Regions from separate parts of the Mus musculus genome. Here region 2 is linked to region 1. The links are chromatin contacts, called in public HiChIP or PLAC-seq maps. All regions are on one chromosome and are shown on one strand. The core of a region is the stretch at or near the end of the contact, and the rest is flanking DNA. Distances in the headings are between cores, read along the strand shown.

The links. HiChIP or PLAC-seq counts read pairs in DNA pulled down with a chosen protein or histone mark.
Region 2: a BATF HiChIP or PLAC-seq map of CD8 T cells shows a contact between it and region 1, with 11 read pairs. The contact joins the enhancer-like site here to the promoter of A430090L17Rik in region 1. A contact is called at or near these places in 1 of 15 datasets of contacts at CTCF or cohesin (the NIH/3T3 cell line), 3 of 484 Hi-C or Micro-C datasets (CD4 T cells, cranial neural crest and muscle stem cells) and 4 of 115 datasets of contacts at active chromatin or transcription factors (CD8 T cells, embryonic fibroblasts, embryonic stem cells and 1 more).

What each region holds. Positions count from the first base shown.
Region 1 is chr13:114,150,302-114,156,585 of GRCm38.p6, reverse strand. A430090L17Rik (RIKEN cDNA A430090L17 gene) reads left to right here and starts at 4,994. Exons shown (of 14, transcript NR_045836.1): 1 at 4,994-5,067. It overlaps Arl15 (ADP-ribosylation factor-like 15), which reads right to left. Exons shown (of 5, transcript NM_172595.4): 5 at 1-1,882. The coding sequence ends at 1,730.
Region 2 is chr13:114,185,474-114,191,129 of GRCm38.p6, reverse strand. No RefSeq gene overlaps it. Among named protein-coding and RNA genes, the nearest start is that of Gm41072, 21 kb to the left of the region's middle. Within about 2 kb of position 2,184, at least 20 of the 459 cell types and tissues checked have an H3K27ac peak or open chromatin away from gene starts, as enhancers often do. A contact at or near this core is called in CD8 T cells and memory CD8 T cells, where this site is marked.

The sequences.
Region 1 (6,284 bases), core at 3,745-6,244:
GTGGATTAAAGGTTTGTGCTGCCTGTGGATCGTCACAGTTTTAAAAATATTCAAGGATACTTTAGACAAAATGAATTATCATGGGTCCTTCTCTGGGCCATGCCATATATATATATATATATATACATATATACATACATATATATGTATATATATATAAGCTTAAAGAAGTGTGGGGTCTTTTTTATTAAAATCCATTTACAAGATGAAATCACAAATACTGCATTTGAGCACTGTGCAGGGTTCTGAGGACTCTCCTCTGGAGAGTCACAAGGTTTCCTGTCACCCTGTGATAAATATGGCCCTAAGTCTGTGGCATCGGGGTATCAGTCTACACTACCTAAAAATGACAGACATGGTTTTTTTATTGCTTGGGCTTAGGGAGCAGTTTTCTATCATTTGGCCACTTAGTATTTTAATGAGTGGTCAAGTGTCTACAAGATATGCCAAAGAATATTTCATCTATGAACCTGAATATTCATAGATTAGTCCTGATTTCAAAAAGGTCAAAGGTGCTAAATCTTACTAAAACTGTACATTTTACTCTAGGCAATTGTATCATTTAAATTAAGTGGAAAAAAATTAGTTTCAGACTGAGTTTATTTATCTGCTGTAGCCCAGCATACTCTAAGGGCACATTGACACCCCTGAAAATAGAGGTTTATAATAAAAGTACTGACAGACCTTTAACAACTCAATGAGCACACTCCCCTAAGTGACATTAGCCTTTGATGAATAAATAACGGGGTTCCTCTTTGAGCTTCATCAAACCCATGCCAGCTTAAGTCCTAACCGTGAATTAGACTTTGGCTGTTATGTTAATTATTTGAAAAGCCATTTTCCAGATTTCATTCAAACATTTCTGATTTCTAGGAAAGGCCGATGCGTATGTTGCAGCTCGGTTTTATGCAGACTAATGACGTTAAAAATATTTGAGGAGTTCAGATTCAAATCAGTGGTGCCTGTTCTTGCCTAAACTGGTTCCCACTCCCTTAGCTAGGATGCCCTCCTCCTAAGGCAGGGGACACGGCCGCAGGCAGGACCAAGCAATTCTTCCATGTCTACTTTCTAGAGTTTTTCAATTCTTCCATGTCTACTTTCTAGAGTTTTTCAATTCTTCCATGTCTACTTTCTAGAGTTTTTCAGAGCCAGAGAAGATGACTGGGTGAAGTTTTGGGCCGCCATTTTCACTCAGCCTACAAAGTCAATATCCTCACACACACAAGAAAACAATATGAAAACCAGATGAGATAAAATAAAATGTAAAAAAAAAAAAACCTCCAACCCCTAAGAGATCACGGAAATATCAATGGCGTATCCATCGTGTGGAGTCTCAGACAGAATCTTCTGATCCCAAGTCCAGAGAAGTTAGTGAAACCACATGAGCCTTTCTGAGGTCTTCAGAACGGGTCTCGTTTCTGTGAGTTCCATCCACTTTAGCACAAAGCAGAGAAGAGATTCTTAGACCAACAGGAGGAAGAGACATGCGGTGAAGATAATTAGTGGTAACCAGAGAATCAGTTCTCTCTCAGTAGTGTGTACTTGACGTTAATGCCGATGATAATCCACCTGACTTATCAGAATAGTCACGTTAGCAGAGAGATGAAAGTCTGAAATAGCTAGAGGCAAGTAGATACCGAAGCCGGGCCAGTCTCGATACCAACATGGAATCACGATGGGGAACGAACACGGCGGGTTCGAGGCTTTCCCGGAACTTCTGTGTCAGGTCTCACATTCTCACTGCCTCGTGGTCTTTTTCTTCTAACAAGTTTATGAGCTGGGAGAAGCTGTCCTTCAGTGTGTCCACATCATCCAGAGAGCAGGGCTGCAGGATCCAGCGCTTTCCACGGGCCAGTGGTTCAAGTTCAAAATACTTTTTGATCTGAAGAGAAAAGGAGAGATGTGTTAACAATTACATCAGAACCTTTTTCCTATCAAGATGCTAAGCGGTGAAAGGGGCGGGGTTGTTGTGTATTAAGTGGAATTTATATGCACTGCCGGGCATGTTTGAGACTTTCAGTCTGTAGCTGCCTTTAACGGGGTTATATGTTGTAACCTGGGAGTGTTTTCTTTAGGTGCTGGTGACCTGCCTGCGAGCCACCATTCCAAACTTTACACTCAACCACATGGGAGTTCTTATGAAGTCTGAGAAAGAATTACAGGTACCACGGTGCAGGGAGAAACAATGAGAACACCTCACAGATTCCATTTACTCTAACCACTGCTAGCAACATAATGCTTGACATCTCAAACTGCTGAAAAAGTATGGATCCTATAAACCTCTTTTATTTTATTTTATTTTATTTTAAATTTATTTTTATTTTTTGGATCCTATAAACAGTTGTCTGGAGCAGGAAGCACATAAACAAACAAACAAACAACAGCAACAAACCCCAAAAAACTAAAACCCAAAATCAAAACAAAACCAATAAAATCTCACTGTCAGGGACCTTATTTTCTCTTGCATTTCTAGTGGACATTTCTGAGGGTGAGGAAGGGATCTTCTGGAAGAAAGCATGAGAGCTACAGGTACAGATGCTCAAGCATACACAGACCCACTTACATAAAGTCATGGGGTTGCACATTTGCACAGCGTTTCTCAGGTCTGCTCCCACCTCTTTTGGTCCTGGACTTGCTGGGAGTAGAAGATCCAAATCCTGAGTGAATCAGGATTACACTACCAGGGTTCATAAAAACACTTGTGCTCTGCTCTGAAGGGCTAGAGTAAGGTAAGGAGTTCTTTCAGCAACTCACTCATTCACACACAGTAGGCTGAAGCAAAACTTTGTCCTTATCACCAAGCAAGGTTTCTAGAAAACCTCTTACCACTCCCAAATGTTTTGTGCCGCCATCATAAAGACCAGCCAACTGTTACCAGCAGAAACACCTGTCCAGACCGGCTCTCAAGAGCAAGGAGATAGATCCAAGACTATAAAGATCTTTGTCCATGGTATGTGTCTTTTGTTTGTTTTTGCTTTTTGAAACAGGGTCTCACTATCCCTGACTGGTCTGGAACTCCTTAAACTTGTAGCCAATCCTCCTGCCTCTGACCCAAAAGTACTGGAATTATAGGTGTGTGCCGCCATGTTTGACTAAAAACGACCAAATGTTGTATACTAATTTAGAAATGAAAATAAAGCTGAGGGGTCCATTTAAAAGTTGCACAGAATCAAGTTGGGTGGTGATGTGGTACACACCTTTAATCTTGGCACTTGGAAGTCTGAAGCAGACACATCTGCACTGAGGCCAGACTGTTCTACACAGTGAGTTTCAGGCCAGCCAGGAAGACACAGTGAGACCCTGGCTCAAAAGGAAAAGCCAACCAAAACAAAACAAAACAAAACACCCCACAACCTAACCCAACCCAACCCAACCCAACCCAATCCAACTAAACCCAACCAAACCAAATCCAACCTAACCCAACCTAACCCAACCCAATCCAACTAAACCAAACCAAACCAAACCCAATCCAACTAAACCAAACTAAATCAAACCCAACCCAACTAAACCCAACTAAACCCAACTAAACCAAACCAAACCAAACCAAACCACACCACACCACACAGATTAATCCTTACAGCAGAATTCCAGCTAATGTGATGACAATGAGGAGGTTAATGATCTCCAAGTAACTGTTCACCTTTCAGATTTCTGACAGACATAAAATCTAGTGAGTTCTAGCTTGTTTATCACACAGGCACACTTGGAAGAGAGCAAAGATGGCTAAAGGTAGGTTTTGCTGAATCCTAAAATGAAGGAAACAGAAGCCACGAAGACAGGGTCGTCACCAGACAGAGGAACCCAGTGGCGTTAATCTGACAAATACTGCAGAGTAACTTGAGATTTTCGGCAGTGTAACCTAAGTGGGCACCTAATGGAGCCACAATCACCCAGCTGGCATTTGAAGGATTCCATAAACTTTACAATGTAAGTCTTAAAACAAAGATTCAGATCCTTAGATGCTGGCATACCTCGAGTTTCTCTGCTGCCAGAACACAGCTTTGCACCATCAGAGTTTCGAGTTCCTAACACGATGCCTGAGAGACTGTCTAATCCTAAATGCCTTCAGAATAAATTTCAATTTTGTTTTCTTATCCTAACCCGACTTCGGGTTATTACAATAACCCGGAGTTACTACAATAAAACTTACTGTCATGTTGGCTTATTATCAGCACGTTTTTATTTTTATGTTGATGATCATTTTAAAGACCAGTGTTCAAGTTTGACTAACACGAATGATGACTTTAAATCCGAGTTTCCTTTAGAATGCAAAGAAGTGCCCCCAGGATAGGGGGATCGCCATTCAAGATTGTTTTCTTATTAAGAGACAAGTTCTAAATATGAACCTAAGTCTTTTGAAACACTTTCCTGCTGCGTACATGTCACGGTCAGTTGGGAAGTGCTACAAGGAGGAGTGACATCAGAACGCAGCTGCCTGGCAACCTGTGGTCATTTAGCTATTTTCGGGATAGTCACAGAGTGGGCATTCGTCGGTAGCCATGTGTCCACCCTAGAGATAGAAAAACAAAGCCACCGAAAAGCAGCCAACCTATTTTAGCTCTGCCACCCGAGCCCGTCCTCTCTGAGGCTCGGTGGGTGATCTGCATGACCAGAGTCCATTATTCACACGTTGAATCCACCACACAGTCTTTTTATAACAGAAGGCACGGTGGTTCCGTCACTGCTAATGGTTGTAGCAGCTGTTAAACTCCCGAGACATCACACGGCACACTTTCTCAGGGCTGGGCATGACCATCACATTTCCTTCAGTAGTGAAGCCCTAAGACAGCCCTTCCTCAGCTCCAGGGATACAAGTTCGATTGTGAGGATGCAGGCTGGGTTACTTACCCTCACTCCCCTTTAATGCATTTTACTTGCAATTTCTGTGACTAAATTTTTAGAAGGCATATGCAGCTCCTAACTTGAGTCATTGATCTTTCCTTCTTTGACACCTGCAAACTTCCTTTTACTTATAGTGATAAACGTCTGCTTCCTGTTTTTGTTATGAAGGCATGCATGGAGTATGTATGTGCCCACGGGCGACCTAGTTTTCTCTTGTATACTTTGGTAAGCTCAGGTGGGGGTCGGTGGGGGGGGATGCTAGAACATGGCTTACTTTGTGTTTTACATGAAATAAATTTAGGTTCTGAGCTTGGCTATTTATAAACAGAGCTCTGACCCACATGAAAGTGTGGTTAGACATTAAAGACAGAGTCAGGGAGGAACATCGTATCATGTGGGACTGACCGTGCCGTCCACCAAACTACGTCATCTCTCATGTTGGAGAATTAAATGCCACAAGCACCCGTTGGTAATTGCGAAAGCTAAAGATGTTATATCCTATCCTCTGATGCCTAAACATCACCTGGGTGGACCTGGCCTGTTGAGAACTGTCTACCTAGCCCCTGTGGTGCCTTTCATAACTGCCTGGGGCCATTGAGTACTTCTTTCTCCTGTACGTCCCCATATCTAGGAGAACCACAGGTGTTTCCTTTGTGAAACACTAGCAGACTTTGAGTGGTTTTTCTTATGTCTGTGGATGGCTATGATGACTTGTAGTGGAGGGTCTCAAGCGTTCTACGGAACTCTGGTAATTTAGATCGTACAGGCCGGTTTCCTGAAAAATGCCACTCAGTCACCTGTCATCCCTTGTGCAAGACTGAAGAGGCTATGTAAAGGCTGCAGAGGTGCGCTGGGACAAGCCACCCATGCAAGCCTGCTGTTTGTGCTGACTGAGGAGGTTAGAACAGAGGTCTGTAAAATGTGGAGACAGAATCCCTAGCAGAAGCAGCAACAGCCTGGCCGCAGCTCTGGCTCCCAGCTGGGATTGCAGGCTATCACCCCAGGCCTGGGCTGTTTAACGATCATAAAGGGCCAGTTAGTAATATGCAGGACTTCTCACTCATCCCTGCTCTGTGACTATACTTCAACCAGAAGCAAGAAAAACAGCTGACTCCAATAGAAGGCGATAGGGTTATTCAGATCAGCTCCTTTGTTATGGGAAACGGGACTTGAGAAATAGGAGTGTATTCTTTCTCATCTCTGAAGCCCGGCATGGCAGGTCAGCTGTTAATACTGTTGACAGAATGAAGACCTCAGAACCAGAAAGCCTGGAGAATGAGCCACAGCCTGTGCCCGGTGTGGTGCTGCACACCTTTAGTCTTGTCGATCAGAAGGCAGAGGCAGGTGGATGTCTATGAGTTCAAGGCTAGCTTAGTCTACACTGAGAGTCCTGGCTCACTTATGGACTACACAGGGAGGCTTTGTCTCAAAAAACAAAACCA
Region 2 (5,656 bases), core at 935-3,434, 37 kb before region 1:
CAAATGATCCAACCGCTCTGCTCCTCGTTTGGAACCCCGAGAGAGGTACCAGGAAACGCAGTTTTGGCTGAGAGAATGTGGCTATGAATAAAGAAAGCTGTCATAGACAACTGCTGTCTTGCTCCGGTTCAACCCAGCCCTTCGCCTTTGCATAAGGACCCACAGTAGGTATCAGCCAGGGGGCTGGAGTCAGACCAGACTCAGGGAACACAGTCCTCCAGCCTTCCGCCTCTGCATTTTGGAAGAGAATCGGACTTCTATCCTTGTCCCATTATTTAGTGTTTGGGAAAGGGCCCAATTAGCTAGGAGACTGGGAGCTTAGAATTTCTGCGAAGGTGGGCTGTGGCATTAAGAAACGGTTATGAAGTCTGTAACCCCAAACCCCTCTAACAGTTTCCTAACTATCCTCAGGAGACGGACACTCTTGGCTGAGATAGGAGGGAGGAGTATGGCTTCAGAGAGATCAGCTTCGCCCTCGCCCTCGCCCTCGCCCTCAGTGGTGGGAAGCAGCGTTCTTGTGACCCGATTTCAATCTTTGCTAATGAACCATTTCAGAACAACTGAAGTTTCTGGAGTCACTGATAATTGCATACATTTTCCTTTCTCTCTCTCCTCTCTCTCCTCTCTCTTCACTTAAGAATCTTAAGTCTCCATCCATGAAGCCCCATTTTTAGTAACACACTGGATCCTGCCAACATCCTGGGGCTGAGTTTGCCTTTCCACTTCTAGGAATTTCCACGGACATGCAGGAGGGGGGGGTTCCAGGCTGCCAAGATGGCTGTGAATGTGTGTGACCATCGAGGAGGTTGAGGTCAAAGGTCTCTCTCTCTCCAAAGCACCTGAGGTGAGCGGCTTCAACCACTTCAGAACAAGATCGCCAGTTCACCTCAGCCACAAGGTGATCTGGCGCCAGAATTGTTTTTAGTCACTCTAACCGGTCCCCAGGCCCACTGCAAGACAGCATCCAAAAAGGCCAAGCGTTTGGAACCACAAACCCCCACGGGGGGACAACAGGGCTCTGTGGTGATGTGGTTTATGGAGCCTCATTTTTAAAATCTGACATACTTACAATGAAAGTCGCTGTGAAAAAAAAAAAAAAAAACAACAACAACAACTGGATTCCCCCCACCTCCTTTGCTATTTATTGCCTTGCATGGTATTAAGGTTATCTCAGAACTCAGCCATCAGGGACAAGGCCTTGAACAACTCAGTGTTTCACCCCAAAGTGAATCTGCAGTTAACCCTTTGAACAACAGAGCAATGTGATTCTTGCCACGTAGTGTTTTTTTAAAAAAAAAAAAATACTGAAACCAGAGTAACAAACACAAAGGGATTGAGGCCCTAAGTGGAAACACCCCCTCAGGTTTTGTAGAGCCTGCCATGTTCACCACAGGGCCTCTGATGTTTTTATAGTAGAGACTCTGATAACCAAGCCCTACTTTTCATTGTAACTCAGATGTAGACTCAGAACCTTCCTTCCCTCCTGTGGTTACTCGTGGGCGCTCTTCCTTTCAGCCTCTGTTCCCCGCAGCCAGCCAGCCAGCCAGCCAGCCAGCCAGCCAGTCAGGGAGGCATGTTACACTAAGCCTTATTTAATACGGCTGACTTTACTGGGTGCTTGTGGCCCGGGACCTTAGTTTTTGCAGCTCTTAAATGCCATCTCAAATCCATTACAACGTGTGGGTGAAGCTAATAAAACCACTCAAAGATCAAGACGGCATGACACCAACTTCATAGGCATGATTCTACAATAAGGACATGTATTCGAGGTGAGCACCATTCGGTATCTGGCTACTCTTTTCCAAGACTCTGCTGAGAGGTTTGCAGAGCTTCGGAGGCCAGGATCATGGCTCAGTCAATGGCATCAGATGCGATGTTGATCTCCCTGCCACCAATCCATCTATAGTTAGGCGAGGAACCGAACTGGGCCAATGATTTGCTCAATTTTGCATGGGCCACGTTTATAGGTGCAACACGAAATCTGCTCTCAGATCTCTTGGGAACGCCCTAATCAAAGACCACAGCAGAGTTCAAAAAGTCCTTGAGAAAGCCATCTGGGAACTTTTGTGTGCTGACAAGTTTTGTTCTCGAAAGTCACAAACACACTTGCAAGATCACAAGCAGATACGGTAGACTTCTGAGAAAATGCAAGACCACATTGTGGCCTGACAAAAAGCCACAGGCCCTCGAAGGTCACAGATCTCTTTGGGAGCTTCACTACCTGTACCCTATAACCACAGGACACACTGTTTTCATGAGAACTAGCTGAAACTTCTCCAATAATGGCTTAGGTATGTGCCGGCTAACAAGGAAGTGAAATCAGAAAACTAGTCTAAAAGTAGCCACAATTTAAGTGGCTACGTACACACCCTGTTTTCTTGAGCTTGGAACATATGCTATGTGACTGATCTTAGTCATCATTTTATGGAGTGATTATTGCTATCTTCACCTTGCAGATTAAAACACTGGTATGGGAAGAAACCTGTCATAAGACATCCAGCTTTTAAGTGGCATGCCCAGATTCAAAACTATTCATAGCTAGATGATGCATAAAGGCAGTTTGGTCCAGAACAGATACTTCGAGTGATGGTGGCTACCTGAAGATTAAAGTCAAGCTTAAAATTTGCAATTACATAGTAATGCTGTAACCATTACACTGTCATGATGCAATGCTTTATCTGTGTGTCTACAACAGTACTAGTGCCAATGACCGACTGCGTTGCTGGCCGTTTAAAGGAACAGCAATGTAGTTACATATTATGTGCCGCACATGCGAGCCAACGCCTGTGCTTCTGGCTTGTGTATTTCCAGATTTGTTGTTCCTTTAGAGTCTTCCGCTTGCTTCTACTTATTGAAAAATGGTGTCACTGCCCTGCAGAAGGCTGGCCAGCCTGCAGCAGCCACATGTATCTTGTGTTTATAATAACTTTGTGATAGTCCAGCAATGATGAAATTGTCTGATGACACATTTCTCTGCATAGCCCCAGCATTAAGCAACACATGTCTGCAGTTTTGCTCCAGCCACGCTCTTGTCCCAACACCACCTGTGTATGTGCCGTTCTTCATCCTCCAAAGCCTTGTCCCTCGGATGCATTTTACACTGTTCGCGGTCATAGCATCGAGCTTCCCTCAGCCTTGCCTCTCTGTGTGAAGACCACCCTGTCTTCACAAAAGATGTACACATTCCTTTTTCAGTTTCTGGATATTTTATGCAGAACTTCAGGACTGCATTAATCTGATTCTAATTGCAATTGTTTTTATGCTAGTCTGTCTCCTGTTGAAGACAGAATTTCTTAAGGGCAAGATTCATGTGTGTGTGGCCCATGCCCCTAGGACTGACATAAGTTTCAGATTGGTTAACCCTTAATGAATATTGCTGAATAGACGGACAAATGGCTAGATCCCTAGGAAATCTTATGTTTTCAACTGTGGTGAAAGTATTAGATATAACCACAGAAAGCAGAAATTTCTATTTATTTGTTTATTTACTGACTTATTTATTCACTGTTCTTTGAGACAGGGTTTCTCTATGGAGTCCTGGCACTCACACTGTTTGAGGTTGGCCTCAAACTCATAGCCATCCACCTGCCTCGGCCTCCCTAGTGCAGGGTAGTGGTGTGGGTAGTTTCGTGTATTCTACCTAATAAAACCATTACCGTTCTGGTGACAATTCAGAAATGTGACTGGTTTTCAAATAGATGTATTACGTTACACACGTGTTTTTAAAAGGGTCTTACGTAGTTTTTAGGGTGACCTTGAATGCCTGATCCTCCAGCCTCCACCTCCCAAGTGTAGGAATTAGAGGTGTGTACCACCACACCAGTTTATAACGTACTGGGAAATAACTCTAGGTCTGTGATTATGCTAGTCATATACCCTACCAACAGAGCTATATCCGCAGGCCAAACTTCACATGTATAAACTAATTATTTAAGTCCCAGTTGTCATACTTTGCAGAGACTCTGACTTCTTATACAGTTCTGAAACACTAAATACTGCATATTCATTCAGAACTGATTGGCCTTTGAAAGTCAGTTTCCTACCCAGTGCATCCACAAAATCCAGCTAGCATGCAGGGAAGGGAAAGTCTTGCAATGGCTGCGAACGGGATTGCATGCCTTTACTCTGGGCGGGGTACATCTCTGTTCTGTCATCTGGAAGAGCAGGGTTGTAGTAATGTCAGTGTCTCGGGGTTACCTTAGCTAAACTGAGATAACCCATGGTGCATAGAATAATGTTCAGGTTATATGCAGGGTTCGGTGAGGGTTACTGGTCTTATTAATACTTTAGGATTTGGTTCCTATGACACATAGACATCTTAGGAAGCAACAGAATATAGAATGAGAGGTACACAAACCTCCATGAGTGCTCACTGCGAAGGCTGTGTTCCTATTTGGATATTTCCTGGACGTTGGGGCATTTCCCCCACAGAGAAATGGAGCATATTGAAAGTGAGGGAATTTTGCAGTTTTTCTGGACATCTAAAGCCTTGTCCTTTATTTTTCCATGTGGCATCCCGGCTCTTAGATTCTCGCTGGCGCCTTTTATAGCTTCATGCTCTCTTATTGTACAAATCTAAGTCCAGCTGTGGTGGTGTTTGAAAATAATCAAGCTGGCGTCACCAATCCCCTTCTTCCTTTTCTTTCTCCCCAAAGTTTCTTTCTTTCAAACAGTTTTAAAATTCCATTACCAAATTTCCTCTTGCCTTTTAAATATATTACACATTGTGTTACGTACTTGTGGTTGAGATAATCACATGGACCCATTTGTTTTAAATTAAATGGGTTTAGGCAACAAAACTCTCCAAGTGTCCTGGTAAAACAGTCTCTGCATGCAACATGGGCAGAGCCTCGAGCAAAATAATTAGGAACTAATTTGTCAGCATTGTAACCTGCTTAGGACTTTTACACTCTATCTCTTTGGACTCCTACATAGAGATAACGTTCAGGTTTCTGCAAGTTTAGCATAACCCAGTAGCAGGGGCTATGTTACAGTTAATGGGACCCCCTTCTAAATTATAACCAGATACAAGACCCTTTCTCTGTGTCCTTGGTTGCGTACTGACAACAATGTTCTGAAACCAATTGCGTGTTTGGGGCCAAATAAGCACAGAAATTATGCCTGATGTATTCTCTGTTATGTCATAAAATGAAGGGAAAAGAAAGTCTGCAGAGGTATAGGGCAGCAACCAAATGACCGGAGTCAATAAAGTACTCACACGAGCCTAAAGCATGCGACCTCCTTACCACTAAATAACCAGGTAGGAACACAGCCTTGTGGTGAGCACTCAGGTAGGTATACATTGTATCCGGCTCTCTGTTAAGCACAGAGTCATCCATGATGTTAATTAACACACAGGCAGGCTATAGCAATGGACGTCAAAGGGCAGGTGGCAGGACCATATTGCTATTATGTTACTGAGTGTCTGGAGATGTGGACTCCCTTACTTGATTTTTAAAAGTAACTTAAAATGTCCTGGATGTGATGGCAGTGCCTTTAATCCCAGCACTCAGAAGGCAGAGGCAGGAGGATCTCTGGGCTTTCAAGGCCAGCCTGGTCTACAGAGGGAGTTCCAGGACAGTCAGGGCTACATAGAGAAACCCTGTCTTGAAAAATAAAAACAAACAAAACAGCCAAAACAAAAACAAAAACAAAA